Linked DNA regions of Zea mays: region 1 is linked to region 2. The links are chromatin contacts, called in public Hi-C maps. All regions are on one chromosome and are shown on one strand. Each heading gives the region's core, a stretch centred on a gene start, on an enhancer-like site or on the middle of the called end of the contact. The rest is flanking DNA. Distances are from core to core; before and after follow the strand shown.

The links. Hi-C and Micro-C count contacts between places; a contact is called where the count stands out from the background.
Region 1: a contact with region 2 is called in a Hi-C map of bundle sheath, with 4 times the contacts expected there. The contact joins the promoter of LOC103635534 here to the promoter of LOC100383902 in region 2. A contact is called at or near these places in 13 of 25 Hi-C or Micro-C datasets (bundle sheath, ear, endosperm and 4 more).

What each region holds. Positions count from the first base shown.
Region 1 is chr8:89,829,193-89,835,161 of Zm-B73-REFERENCE-NAM-5.0, reverse strand. It overlaps LOC103635534 (oxidoreductase 2OG-Fe(II) oxygenase family protein), which reads right to left and starts at 1,643. Exons shown (of 7, transcript XM_008657965.4): 1 at 656-1,643. The coding sequence starts at 1,253.
Region 2 is chr8:89,585,199-89,591,767 of Zm-B73-REFERENCE-NAM-5.0, reverse strand. LOC100383902 reads right to left here and starts at 5,114. Exons shown (of 13, transcript NM_001362225.1): 1 at 4,924-5,114; 2 at 4,720-4,806; 3 at 4,554-4,648; 4 at 4,208-4,301; 5 at 3,774-4,112; 6 at 3,392-3,668; 7 at 3,155-3,316; 8 at 2,749-2,964; 9 at 2,618-2,655; 10 at 2,297-2,460; 11 at 2,104-2,217; 12 at 1,965-2,006; 13 at 866-1,870. The coding sequence starts at 5,011. The coding sequence ends at 1,109.

The sequences.
Region 1 (5,969 bases), core at 394-2,893, 250 kb before region 2:
AAAAGCGGTAGGGTTTTGCGATCCTACTTCCTAGCGACCCCGTGATCCCCTTTCACGGGTACTGCTTTCTCCGCCGCCGCCACGACCGACGGCCAGGATTGACTGAGAGGATGGACATGGACACGAAAAAATATATCAGACCACGCGCTCCAATTTTGCACTAGCCTCCAGAAGAAATGGACCCGTGCGGCATCTACATTCCCATTTCACATGAACCAACGCTCCTGTGCAGCTTTAGCAATAATGTCATGATTAAGCGTAATCTGGAAGCCTGTTAATCTCGTGAATCGAAAACATAAAATAAAACTCCCAAAAAGAAGACATTATTTGATATTTTTTATACTAGTGCCATCGTCCCGCCGTTTTACAGTTAGTTAGTTAGGCCCGGAAAGGAGTTTAGTAATAAGAAAAAAATACTTGCGGGAAAGTCACATCTGGCTACCAGATCCAAGAGTTCACGAAGCGGCCGAAATTTATTTGATAATTTTGGAAACTCTAATCTACTAGTGCGGACGTCGAGCTAAAGGAAACGACGACGGATTCTGCATGTCCGAATGCCGGAGGCCGGAACATGAACGGGATGCAGCAGGCAAAGGTAATTAATTGACGCGAGCACGGGAGAATTTAATTTTCGGGTTAGCGTGATTGTACTTACGTCCGTCTGGGACGGTGTCGTCTTCCGTAGAGGGGGCCTTCCGCTCCGACGAATCTCCCGAGGAGTCAGCCCCCGCGTCCGCCTCCTCGTGACACTCCAAGGCGGGGTTGATGACGGTGCCGTCAGCCTCCTCGGCCTCCGGAGCCGGATCCTGGTGTATAGGATCCTGCTGGTGCTCCGGCCTGGGTTCGGGCTCCGCCTCAGAGGGGAGGTCTTCCATGGGATCGTGGATCACCGTGGACGCGACCTCCTCCTCCGAGTAGCAGCAGGGCCCCGCGGCGGCGCGGGCGGCCGCGACGCGGCGCAGCTCGGCGTTGACGTCCGTGACGGGGTAGAACTTCTGCATGTGGAGGACGGGGAACCAGTTGGCGCGTCGGCGGTGGAGCGCGGCGAAGACGGGGTCGTACTCGGCCCCGCCGCCGCCGCCGATCTGCGCCAGGTGTCCGCACAGCGCGTCGATCATCGCGTTCGCGGCCGCGAACTCGCCGCGGAACCACCCGATCACCGCGTCCATGGCCGCCACCTCGGGCGCCGCGGGACCGCCAGCCGCCGCGGCCGAGCCCACCGGCGACCCCGGCATGCCGGCCGCCGTCGTCATCGCTCCCGCGATCGCCAGTCCAAGCTCGTCACCGCCCTGCCTCTCTCTCTCTCCCCCGAATTCCCTACGCCTCTCGTCTCTGCCTCCCCACCTCTCTTCTAGACTTCTAGTAATGGCGTTGGCCCTGGCAAAACAGAGGAAGACGGTGTGTGGGGCTCTGGCTCACCCGGGCGCTCGTACTTATAAATGCCTCGGCGGGTGCCCGTGGCCAGGGCCAGCCCCAATCGGGTGACGTAGCGGCGAGTCGGGAAGCGCGGATCCGGCGTCGAGGCTGAATTGCCGTTAAGGGCCAGGTCGCTTTTGTGCCTGCGACCTACGGGGGGTCGGACCGGACGGGCAACGGGGGTAGTAGGGGGCGCGTGCGGACCGCGCTCGCCACCCACCGGCCGGGCCGCCGGGGCTCAGAGGCAGAGGGTGGCAGCGTCGCCCTACCGGACCTGATATTGGGACGCATGCCGTGCGGTGCGGCACGGAACGTTCTTCGTGGGCGCAGTCTTCTGGACCACGCATGATCCTGGTCGTGCGCTTCAGAGCGGCACGGGCATGTCCGGTTTCTTTTCGAGAAAGAAGCTAGCGATGTATCGTGCACTGTGGATATGTTCCAAATGACGTGGAGAAGGGCGTTGAAGAAGTGGAGATGACAATTTTTGTAACGCGCATAGAGACAATTCAATCTTTGGGACGTTATTCAGCGAACCGGAGAAAAAAGTTATTGGACCCAGCAACTAGATTACATGATCTCGTAGGTGCCGTTCTTCAAATACTATATGTGTTTGTGATGATTGTGTTGTATTTTTTGAGGATATAACATGAAATTAAGGTTGATTGTTATATTGTTCAAGATCACTTAGCATGTGATCGGTTGCGAGACAGATCAGCTGAGAATGGGGTGAACCTGGTTTGAGGGATGAAATGATCTCTAGTCATGTTTGGTTGGAGGGATAGAGCGATCACTATTTGTTGTTTGGTTTGAGAAAGTATATGATCAACATTTGGATTAAAAAAAATGCAAATTGTAGAACATCGTGGCATGGTCATAAGTACTTTGGGCATGAGCTGTAGTTTTTGGAAATTTAGCTTAAAAGCTGGCTTTTTTCTGACTTTTGGCTTGTAGCTATTGACTTCTTTTATATTTTTTGTTTGGCTTCTAGTTGTTGACTTTTGATATTGAATACGATGAGAAGGGGCATGCCTTTCCAACCACCACCCTTGTAGACTTTGATATCACTGCCCTCGAGGGGAATAACATGCCCACCACGGCACCACCTATAGAAGGAACCGCATGCCCATCCTCGATGCAACGCACACGTTTGAAGTCTTATATGTAGTGATGCACAATTTGGAGGAGCTATAAAGGGATGCGAGGCTAAATCAATTACAGATTGCACATCTCCTGCATCACTACAGTTTTTGTAACGCCAATTTTTGTAACGCGCATAGAGACAATTCAATCTTTGGGACGTTATTCAGTGAACCAGAAAAAAAGTTATTGGAGCCACAAACTAGATTACTTGATCTCGTAGGCTCCGTTCTTCAAATATTATATATGTTTGTGATGATTGTGTTGTATTTTTTCAGGATATAACATAAAATTAAGGTTGATCGTTATATTGTTCATGATCACTTAGCATGTGATCGGTTGCGAGACAAGCCAGTTGAGGATGGTGTGGACCTTGGTTTGAGGGATGAAATGATCCCTAGTCATGTTTGGTTGGAGGGATGGACGATCACTATTTGTTGTTTAGTTTGATGAAGTATATGACCAATAATTTGGATTAATAAAATATGTAAATTATACAACATCGTGGCATGGCCATAACTACTTTGGGCATGGCATAACTACTTTGGGCATGACCTGTAGTTTTTGGATCTTTAGCTTAAAAGTTGTTTTTTTTACTTTTGGCTTGTAGCTATTGACTTTTGGTTAATATTTTTTGCAATATTTTTTTGGCTTTTAGTTGTTGACTTTTGTTATTGAATACGACGAGAAGGTGTGTGCCTTTCCGACAGAGAATGACGAGAAGGGGTGTGCCTTTCCAACCACTGCCCCTGTAGACTTTGATATCACTACCACCGAGGGGAATAACATACCCCCCACCTATAGAAGAAACCGCATGTCCATCCCCGATGCAGCTCACATGTTTGAGGTCTTATATGTAGTGATGCACAATTTGGAGGAGCTACAAAGGGGTGCGAGGATAAATCAACTGCATATTGCAAATCTCCTGCATCATGGGTACATCCTATAGCCACAAAACGGCTAACACCTACCGATAAAGCACCTTTCCCTGCTGGCTCCATCATGATGTCCGTCGGGTGCTCGATCGGCTCGTCCTCGACATAGAGTATGGTTAGAATATGAAATTATACGATCAACCTTTTCGACAAATAACAAGAATGCTAATTGTAGAACATTATGGCATGATCATAACTACTTTGTGCCTAAACTATAGTTTTTAGACATTAAGCTTAAAACTGTCTTTTTTAACTTTTGGCTTCTACATATTGATTTTTATAATCTTTTTTGCAATATTTTCTTTTATTTTATAGTTTTTTACTTTTGCTATTGAGTTTTAAAAAAAATCGCTTTTGGGCACATGAGAAGGCAAAACAGATTCTTTGCAGTGCCACATGTTTGTTTGGCACTATTTACATGCTACATTGTTGCATATCTATTTGACAATGTCTATGAGACACTATTTACACACTACAAGACCCCTAGGTTGGCTCCACTTGCTATAACACTACTTTACCCTTCCAAGACAGCTTGCCCTCGAGCTATGTTAATGATCATGGTTGTAGATGACGATATTACCATGGAGACTCAGGGATTAGAAGGATACCATCTGGATGATAAAGTTGCATGTGTACAACCACTTGGATCTCAGCGCGTGTCGAGACTTGTGAGTGGTTCCAACAATGACCAGCGGAGATGCTTTCGCGTAGGGTGATGACGGAATATGGTGACACTATGCAGTGCGTGCATATAAGGGACCTCATGCCTTTTCATCGTCGAATGGTTGTTGGTCCATGCCACATAGGAAAGAGAGGATGGCTTCCGATAGAGAATGATGATAAGGATTGTGCCATTTCCAACTACCACTGCTGTTGGCTTTGAGTATGTTGCTCGCTAGGGGAACAACATGCCTGCCACCCATAGGGGGAAGCACGTGCCCAATATCTCCGATGCAGTGGACACGATTAAGGTCCTCCGTTGTGATATCCTGGCCCTAGAGGATGACGATATCCTCGTCCAAGGCTTAATAAAATTAATAGAGTACTCATATAACAAGGTGCATCTTCTTTTTTTGGAATCCTATCTCGAAAGAACCTCCAAGTTAAGCGTGCTTGTCTTGGAGCAATTTGGGATGGGTGACCGACCATGAAGTTTTCTCGAGTGCGCATGATTGAGGACAAAGTGCACACAAAAGACTCGTGATGGTCTGTGGGGACAATATATGATCCTATAGAGCTGCCAGCAGTAAGTGCTGCTGGTCCGGGAGTGAACGGGGTGTTACAAGTGGTACCAGAGCCGATCCTCGCGGTTTCACGGGTGTGTGTGGGTTAAGGGTTCGGGTATATGGCGCATGGCGCATGTGGCCCCGGAGTGGTCACATGGCATGGCATATGACGTCACTGGACACACATACGTGGCCAAGAAGGGAGGTTCCTAGATTGGGGTTCACCGACGAGGACGTCGGTCTTCTAAGGGGGATGGAATGTGATATCCTGGCCCTAGGGGATGGCGATATCCTGGCCCAAGGCTTAAAAAAATTAATAGAGTATTCATATAACAAGGTGCATCTTCTTTTTCAAAATTCTATCTCGAAAGAACCTCCAAGTTAAGCGTGCTTGGCTTGGAGCAATTTGGGATGGGTGACCGACCGAAAAGTTTTCTGGGGTGTGCATGAGTGAGGATAAAGTGCGCACAAAATACTCGTGTTGGTCTGTGGAGACAATATATGATCCTAGAGAGCTGCCAGCAGTAAGTACCGCCGGTCCGGGAGTGGACAGGGTATTACATTCGTGCAGTGGTGCACAATTTGGAAGAGCTACAAAGGGGTGTGTCGATGTTTCGAATCAGCACCAATGAGTAAATGTGTTTATGCACATTTTAGATCTGGATGGTGTGCTCTGTGGACGCAAGATTTATATTTGTCGGCGCTTCGGACCCGCGAGGTCCGTCAACCAACCAGTGAATTTGTTGTTGCGTGCCCCTGCCCAGATGGGTTGATGCAAGATGGAACACAAGAGGGAAATGAGGCTTATGTTATCCTGCACTGGGGTGCTCGTAGTAGGGGTTACAAGCGTCGCGAGAGAGCGAGAGAGAGAGAGTCCCTGCGTGCGTCCGTCTTCGCCTATCTCGTCTGCCCCGCCTCCCTCTATGTCGACGTGCCCCGTCATCAACGTGTGTCCATGTGAACGTGTGCCAACGTCCCCCCCTCTCCTCCCCATAGGAAGGCCCTGGACATCCCCTTTTATAGATACAAGGAGATGCCCAGCTGTACAATGGGGGTGTAGCTATGTGCTAACGTGGCTGGCGGAGTAGTGCCTTGAGCCCTATACATGCGCTAACGTGGCCGTCGGAGAAGTGCCTTGAGCCCTGTGGAAGCAAAGCTGGCGGTGCGGCATGGATCCTGCTGACGTTTCCTTGCTTCCGTAGGAGGTTGAGAGCAATCGACGTCATGGGCGCACGCGGGGAACCATCATTACCTG
Region 2 (6,569 bases), core at 3,865-6,364:
CTGTAGCGACGAGCTCCAACCACTAGTCATCGATAGCCATGTGCACCACCTCCTTGACGCAAAGTCAAAGGGCAACTCTAGCCCGAGGTCCTGGCACGCGCGGACCTCCTTACCACCCACACATCATGGCATGATGGGAAGAAGAGGGTGACTAGAGGAAAACAAATCGTTATTTCTTCATGATAAGTGACATTGGAGAGTAATTAACTCTGAACCATACGTTTACATCTAAAATAAGTTTTATAGAGTACTCCTTTCGCTGCTCCACTAAAATGGTGAAGTTCACCCTAACAACACATTTGTTGGGAGGTATTGTTAGAGTTTAGACCAGTTGACAAGTAAATTGTGGAACAGAGCAGCAAAACATTAAATGGGCCCGTCGAGCAGCAAAACGTGAAATGAAGCCGTCCAAAAACCCTAAAATACGGTAATAATTGCATTGCATCAAATAGTGGTAGTATGCCATTGGGTCCCGTTACCGCTTCGAGTGTTGAACACAACACGCATATAGCAAAATCCATTTAAGGGCTTGTTCCATTCAACATTAATCCATGTGAATTGGATGGTATTAAGTCGATTTAAGCCTATAACAAGTCAAAATCTACCATAATCCATTCTAATACACTCTAATCCACATGGAATTGAAATAATCGAACAAGTTCTAAAGATGCTGAAAAGAGCATCTTCTATCTAACACGGTCTACCTAAAGACACGTTTAAAATTGGAAAATGAACGGGAATGTGATTGCCATAACCTGTGATCGATCACTAACAAACATTATTATTATGTCGGCGGCAGAATCTGGGTGTGTTCCGTGAACATGGTTTAGAAGTGCACTAGCAAGCGGTTCTTAGTAACGAAAAATACAATCGACGACTTCCATAACATAGCTTTCTTTGTGACGAACAAATATAATCAACGACTTCCATGGGCAATGTTAACATAGCTTTCTTATCAACTAGTAAGAGCCAATCAAAATCCATTTACGGATGCTGAGAAGAATATCTTCTGTCCTAACACGGTTTCACTAAGAACAAGCTGAAAGGCACCATCATTCTCACCACACTGCAGCTCCGTTCGAACGTCCAAACGTTTGCAGTACCAGAGTTAGACAACGGACTGTCTCCTCTTGCCGTTGAGCACCCGCAGCGCGTTGCCGGTTCTCCCCACAACCATATTCTCACGAAGAGCTGGGTCAAAGATGCCCATACCAGGTTTTGCCCGAACATGTGCAGGCGTAACTCTTTTCTGGATGCTGAAGCACAGCTTGGCTGCGTTTGGAGGACCTCCCGCCGGTGCCATTCCCATCTTCCGCTGCGGGGTGACATTCGGAGGAGGGCTCGTGAACTTGCTGCTGCTGCTTCCTAGATCAAATCTCCTGAACTTTGCTCCGTCTGGGGTGGCGTCAACAGGTCCACCATGTCCTGCAAGGGGTGTTCCTGGACCCAAATTCAAACCAAAGGTCGCGACTGATCTTCTTGGCATGTTGACTTGCGACAGTCGAGACGCTGCTCTCTTTTCGTTTAGCACAGAAAGATGCTCTCTCACAGATGGTAGTATTGCTATCGAAGACCGCCTCTTGGGCTGGATGGGGATTTGTCGAATCACCGGAGTAAGTGAAACGCGCCTTGCTCTGCCAACAGCCTTATTAGGGTCATCCCCAGGATTTGATTTGTTCATCATCACCGGAATGTTCTCTTTGTTGTGGATTGTGGGGGCTTTGAGCCTCCATCTAGAAGGGCCTGAAGGTGGCGCGTTCCTTCCGTGAGGCTGCTTCTGTCTCGTAGGAACAAGTGGCGGCCTTGAGGATCTAGCAGAATCCCTAGAAACCCTTTTCTCATTGCCTAATTCACTTTCCAGCTCTCTAATCTGTACAGAGGAGTACATTTCACAAGTAAAGGTTAGAATACACGGAGGGGCTCAGAGTCTTTAGGAACTAGAAATAACTGGCTCCCCTACTTACCCGTTGCTGATAATTTCTGCATGCTTGTTCAGCATCCTTCACCTGTTGCAAAACATTTCTTCTGTTAACATTTGATTCCATGACAGCATGTATCCAATAGGATCCAAACAAATCAATACAATGAGAATCGAGGCAATACCTTTTCGTTTAGTGTCCTGAAGACATTCTCACGAGAAGCGTACTTGAGCTGCATCAGCTGCAAGCTTTGGTTCAGCTGTGCATTTTCCTTTTCCTCGTGCCGAAGTTTTTCAGTCTGAAATAGATTTTATATATAGTTGATGCAACCAGATCATGTCGTGTCATGACTATTCAGTGTGGGAGATTCAAATTACCATCTGCTTGAACTTCAAACTTTCAGCTGGATCCACTTGCTTACGAGCAGGGCCATGTTCTACAGTCCGGACTCTACTGGCAAAATTGAGTGAACTGAGAGTTTCTCCTGAATCCATAGAGCTTGGACTTATCTGCACGAACATTAGAGTCTTGCAATCGCCGCCTGTAAAAACATAGAACAAGCAAGTTCACCACCAACTTGTCTTTTTTTTTGATACATTCTAGTACACTGATGAAATCAACAGGATATGAAACTTCAACAGTTTGCTAAAAAAACAAAAGTGCAATTGCCACATAAGTAGCAAAAGAAGAAAAGTTACCTAAAGAGCTTTGGAGCAAATGAGTCAACTTGGAATTCCTAGTTGACAGCAAAAAGGAAATGGAGGTAATAAGACCAAGATAATTTAAGCAGCTAAGCAAAGTAGGTGCCTTAGTATGTGATAGCACTAACCGGTATGGAATATGGGAATTTTTTGAGGCAAGGGCAGATATAACATCACCCAAGGCAGATAGTGATTTGTTGATGAACTGTGACTCTTTCAGCCGATCTCCTTCTACCCCAGTTTTAGCTATTCTCTCACTTCCAGCAAGGTCAACCAGCCACATGTGGCTTCTGCTCCTCTGATAAGTCACCAAATGCTCGCTCCTAACAGTGACCCTAACCAAACTGCAAATAGATTGCAAGAGGCAAAATGTTTTATCTCAGTGCTATAGTAATATAGTATAGTAATGATAATTGACAAAAACTGAATCTAAATCATAGTGGTCAACCTTACAAAGTGGAATTATATCCTGGATTATGAACTTAATTAATTAGAATAAACACATAACGCATCATGAAACACCAAAGCCCTCACCTGTGGGAGCGGCTGCTGAGTTCATTAGAATTGGTTGAGCCAACAGATCTATTTTGAGCACCAAACTTCAGTTTCTCCCACACATCATCTATGTTATAAACTGGAGCCTCAACCAAACCATGAACTTCTTGTGTTCCATCAGCATTTTGCTTAATATCCAACCTTGAATTGCAACAACATAACATTGTTAAAGCAATGAATCTTTTCTCACCAAGAGGACAAAGGAAGGAATTATACCTTTTTGATTGATCATTGCTCTCATCAAGAAGATCTCTGATCTTTTCATTGTAAACTTCCAAGATGCTTACGGAAAATGTGTATGCAACAGATGCACTTCTTTTCTCTGACGTTCTGAACAATTCTTCCAAAGCCCGATAATTTACACCCCTATTTTCTGGAACCCCTTCCATTGTGAAAGTTTTCCCAGTTCCTGTTTGCCCATATGCAAAGATGCATACGTTAAAACCATCCATCACTGACCTAACAACATGCACTGTTTCTGAAAAGACGGCCTCTGCACAAAAAGGTTGGAAAGCAACCGATAAATATGTCACCCTTAAACATGTATACTACTAGCATACTTGACAAGTCAGCTAGGTACAGTTTCAGTCAAATATACCTTGGTCATCCTCTGGCCCAAAAACATGATCGAACTTAAAGGGCTTCCTTTCTTTTTCACTGGGCACAAACTGCAGCTCACTCTCCTGTGATGGGTCAATCTCAACAACAGATAAACACCCACGGTTGACCTCATCGGAGCTCAGAGGTCTGCATCTGCAGAACACCCTAATGTTACCTCTTAGCTCAATAAGCTCATTGTACAGACGCCGCCTCTCTGCACACTCGTCTGTGTACTTCTTCTTCAGGCCATTATATCTTGGTTCACACTCCTCGGAACACTTGACCACCTGCTTCTTGTACTTCTTGTACCTCTCCATGAGGTTGTTATACTTCTCCCCTACACACGAACAAATGACAAACACAACAGATAATAATAGGAATCGAAATGCTTCAAATGCTTAAGCAAAGCACGTGTATGACAGTTGCGTGTACCTAGGAAACCGAGGGCAGCGGGGCGGTCAGGAGTACTAATATCCTTCAGCCGCGGTGACAAGATAATGGAGTCCTCTCCTTGATCCCCAAACTCCTGAAGAAAAGACACAATGAAATCAGAAGCGAACAGCCCTACCATATTTTCTCTTGAAACAAAGTTGAACCATCGTTACCAAGGGAGAAAGAGAAAATCAACACTTTCCTGCTTGGTTTCATGTGCGTTTAAGATTTTTCTAGTTCAATTTCTTTGATTGGTCAGATATTTTTATATCTACGATTAAGCACGAGAAGAAATCATGATAATTCCAAGTCGCCGCCACGAATTGGCATCCAAAGGTGTGCTCACCTCCATGAAGCTGCGGAGAGTCTCCCCTACTCCTGCCATCGCCTCCTTCTTTGGTTCCTCCTGCTCCACCTCGCTGCCCACCGCGGCGTTCTCAACTACGAACAATTTCCCCACCATGAGACGGACGCAGCAAACCCTACTGGCCATCTGCTGCAAGAGAACGAACCTGTACCCTGCTGAAGCGACGGCGGCGGCGCGGGATTCAGGTCTCCTCCGGGATCCGCGCAATCCACCGCTCCCGGCTCATCGTCATCTGGCAAGCAAACGCCAGGCCGTTTGAGGCGAAGACGCACACCACGCCAGCGCCCAGCTGGGTACACCCCGACAATAAAGAAACCCTACTCCTAGCCTGAGAACTAAGAAACAGTACCTCGCGTTTGCCACGGCGGGGACGTGGCCGGCGCTGGTGAAGGCGGCGGCGAGGAGGATGCCCCAGCGGCGACCGGATCCGGCTCCATTGCTGCGATCTGGTGGTCGGGGAAGAGGGGATCGCTCGCCCGATCTCGTTGAGCTGGGGGTCGGAGAGGCTTGCGAGGTCGCGACTCGCGAGGATGAGACGTGGGGCAGTTTGGGAATAGCTTGGGGAAGGAGCGCAGGATTCGATTTTTGAATTGGACCGACCGCTGGGGTTTGAGGTTTGGCTGTAGCCTGTAGGGAGATGACCGTTGGAGCGCGTTTGGAATGTTCTAGTTCTCAATTTAGTGTAGATCGGTAGTTTATAATATTCATTTAAATATTTTATGTTCAGACCCGGAGAGGAATTTCTGTTTAAACTGTCTCTATGGTCTCCTCTATAATTTTCTTCTCTATATCTCATTTCTTGTTAATAACATCTTCTATTTCTCATCCCCTCTCTTATATATAGATACATATATTATATACATATTTCCTTCTAAATTTTTTGTACATATATATTTATCATATCCTCAAATATTTTATGTATATTTAAGTTTTATTTAATATATGGTTTGAAGCATTAAAATGGATAAAGGATAGTAGAAAAATATATAAATATAGATGACGCACGAACATCGTTTATGGACGTTGTTGGAGGATACAGGGATAGACCACATAAGGATTAAAAAAGGAAGATTAGGGAATCACCTGTGATGCTATAAATTTGGGATCAAGGAGCCAATGGATGCTGATGATGAGCCCGGATTTAGTGTCCCCTTCCCTTTCTCAGCTTGCAGATTCGACCTTGAATCGGGGAAAGGGGTGCTATAGGTTTTGCAGTGTTCGTCGTAGGATCTAAGAGCAGACCCTTCCCTCTACGGAGTAGGTCATCGACGCATCATGGTTTGGCCCCAAGATTAGGTGACACGGCAGAGAACTCCAGCGTAGCAGCTCTCCTCGATTTTATGGGTCTTCCACCAAACCCATCGAATGTAGGGATTGTTGATCCCAGTTTTACAACAATGAAGATCTTTGACCTCTGGGATCCGAACGACACTAGGAAGACGTAGTGTGCAAAGGAAGCCGAGAGTGGAGGGAAAGAGTTCGTGCCGGCACAGGAGCAAGAGGGAGAGGGGTCGTGTAACTCCATATTTAGCATCTCCAGCGGCGTCCGCTAAATTTACTGAAGGCTATATCAACTCGGAGGTGTAGCAGAGACCACCATCCACTACATTTAGTAGACAAAGTGTTTTAGCATTTTTGCTGGAGACAACTTTACTAGAGATAGTCTTAAACCTCAACAATCCAATTTGTGTACGTTGAGGAGGCAACCCTATTTCCAAGAAAAAAATATGTGCCCGTTTTATTTTCAGCAGGCACCTTCACGCTTAAGTACGGTACTTTCCGTTTAGGACATGTTTTTAGCACACTCGTTCTGATTCATAAACTATCACGTTGTATTTGGCCATTCAAAAAAATCAAAATGTATTGTGCGTGACTTTTCTCCTTTTCCCTTACTCTACGTTCATTCCATCTTATTTAAGGCAGAGGTGGAAGCTCCAGCGACATTGGGCGACTGTGATTTGAGGCATTGCCGACTTATTCTCTCACGTCAACGTA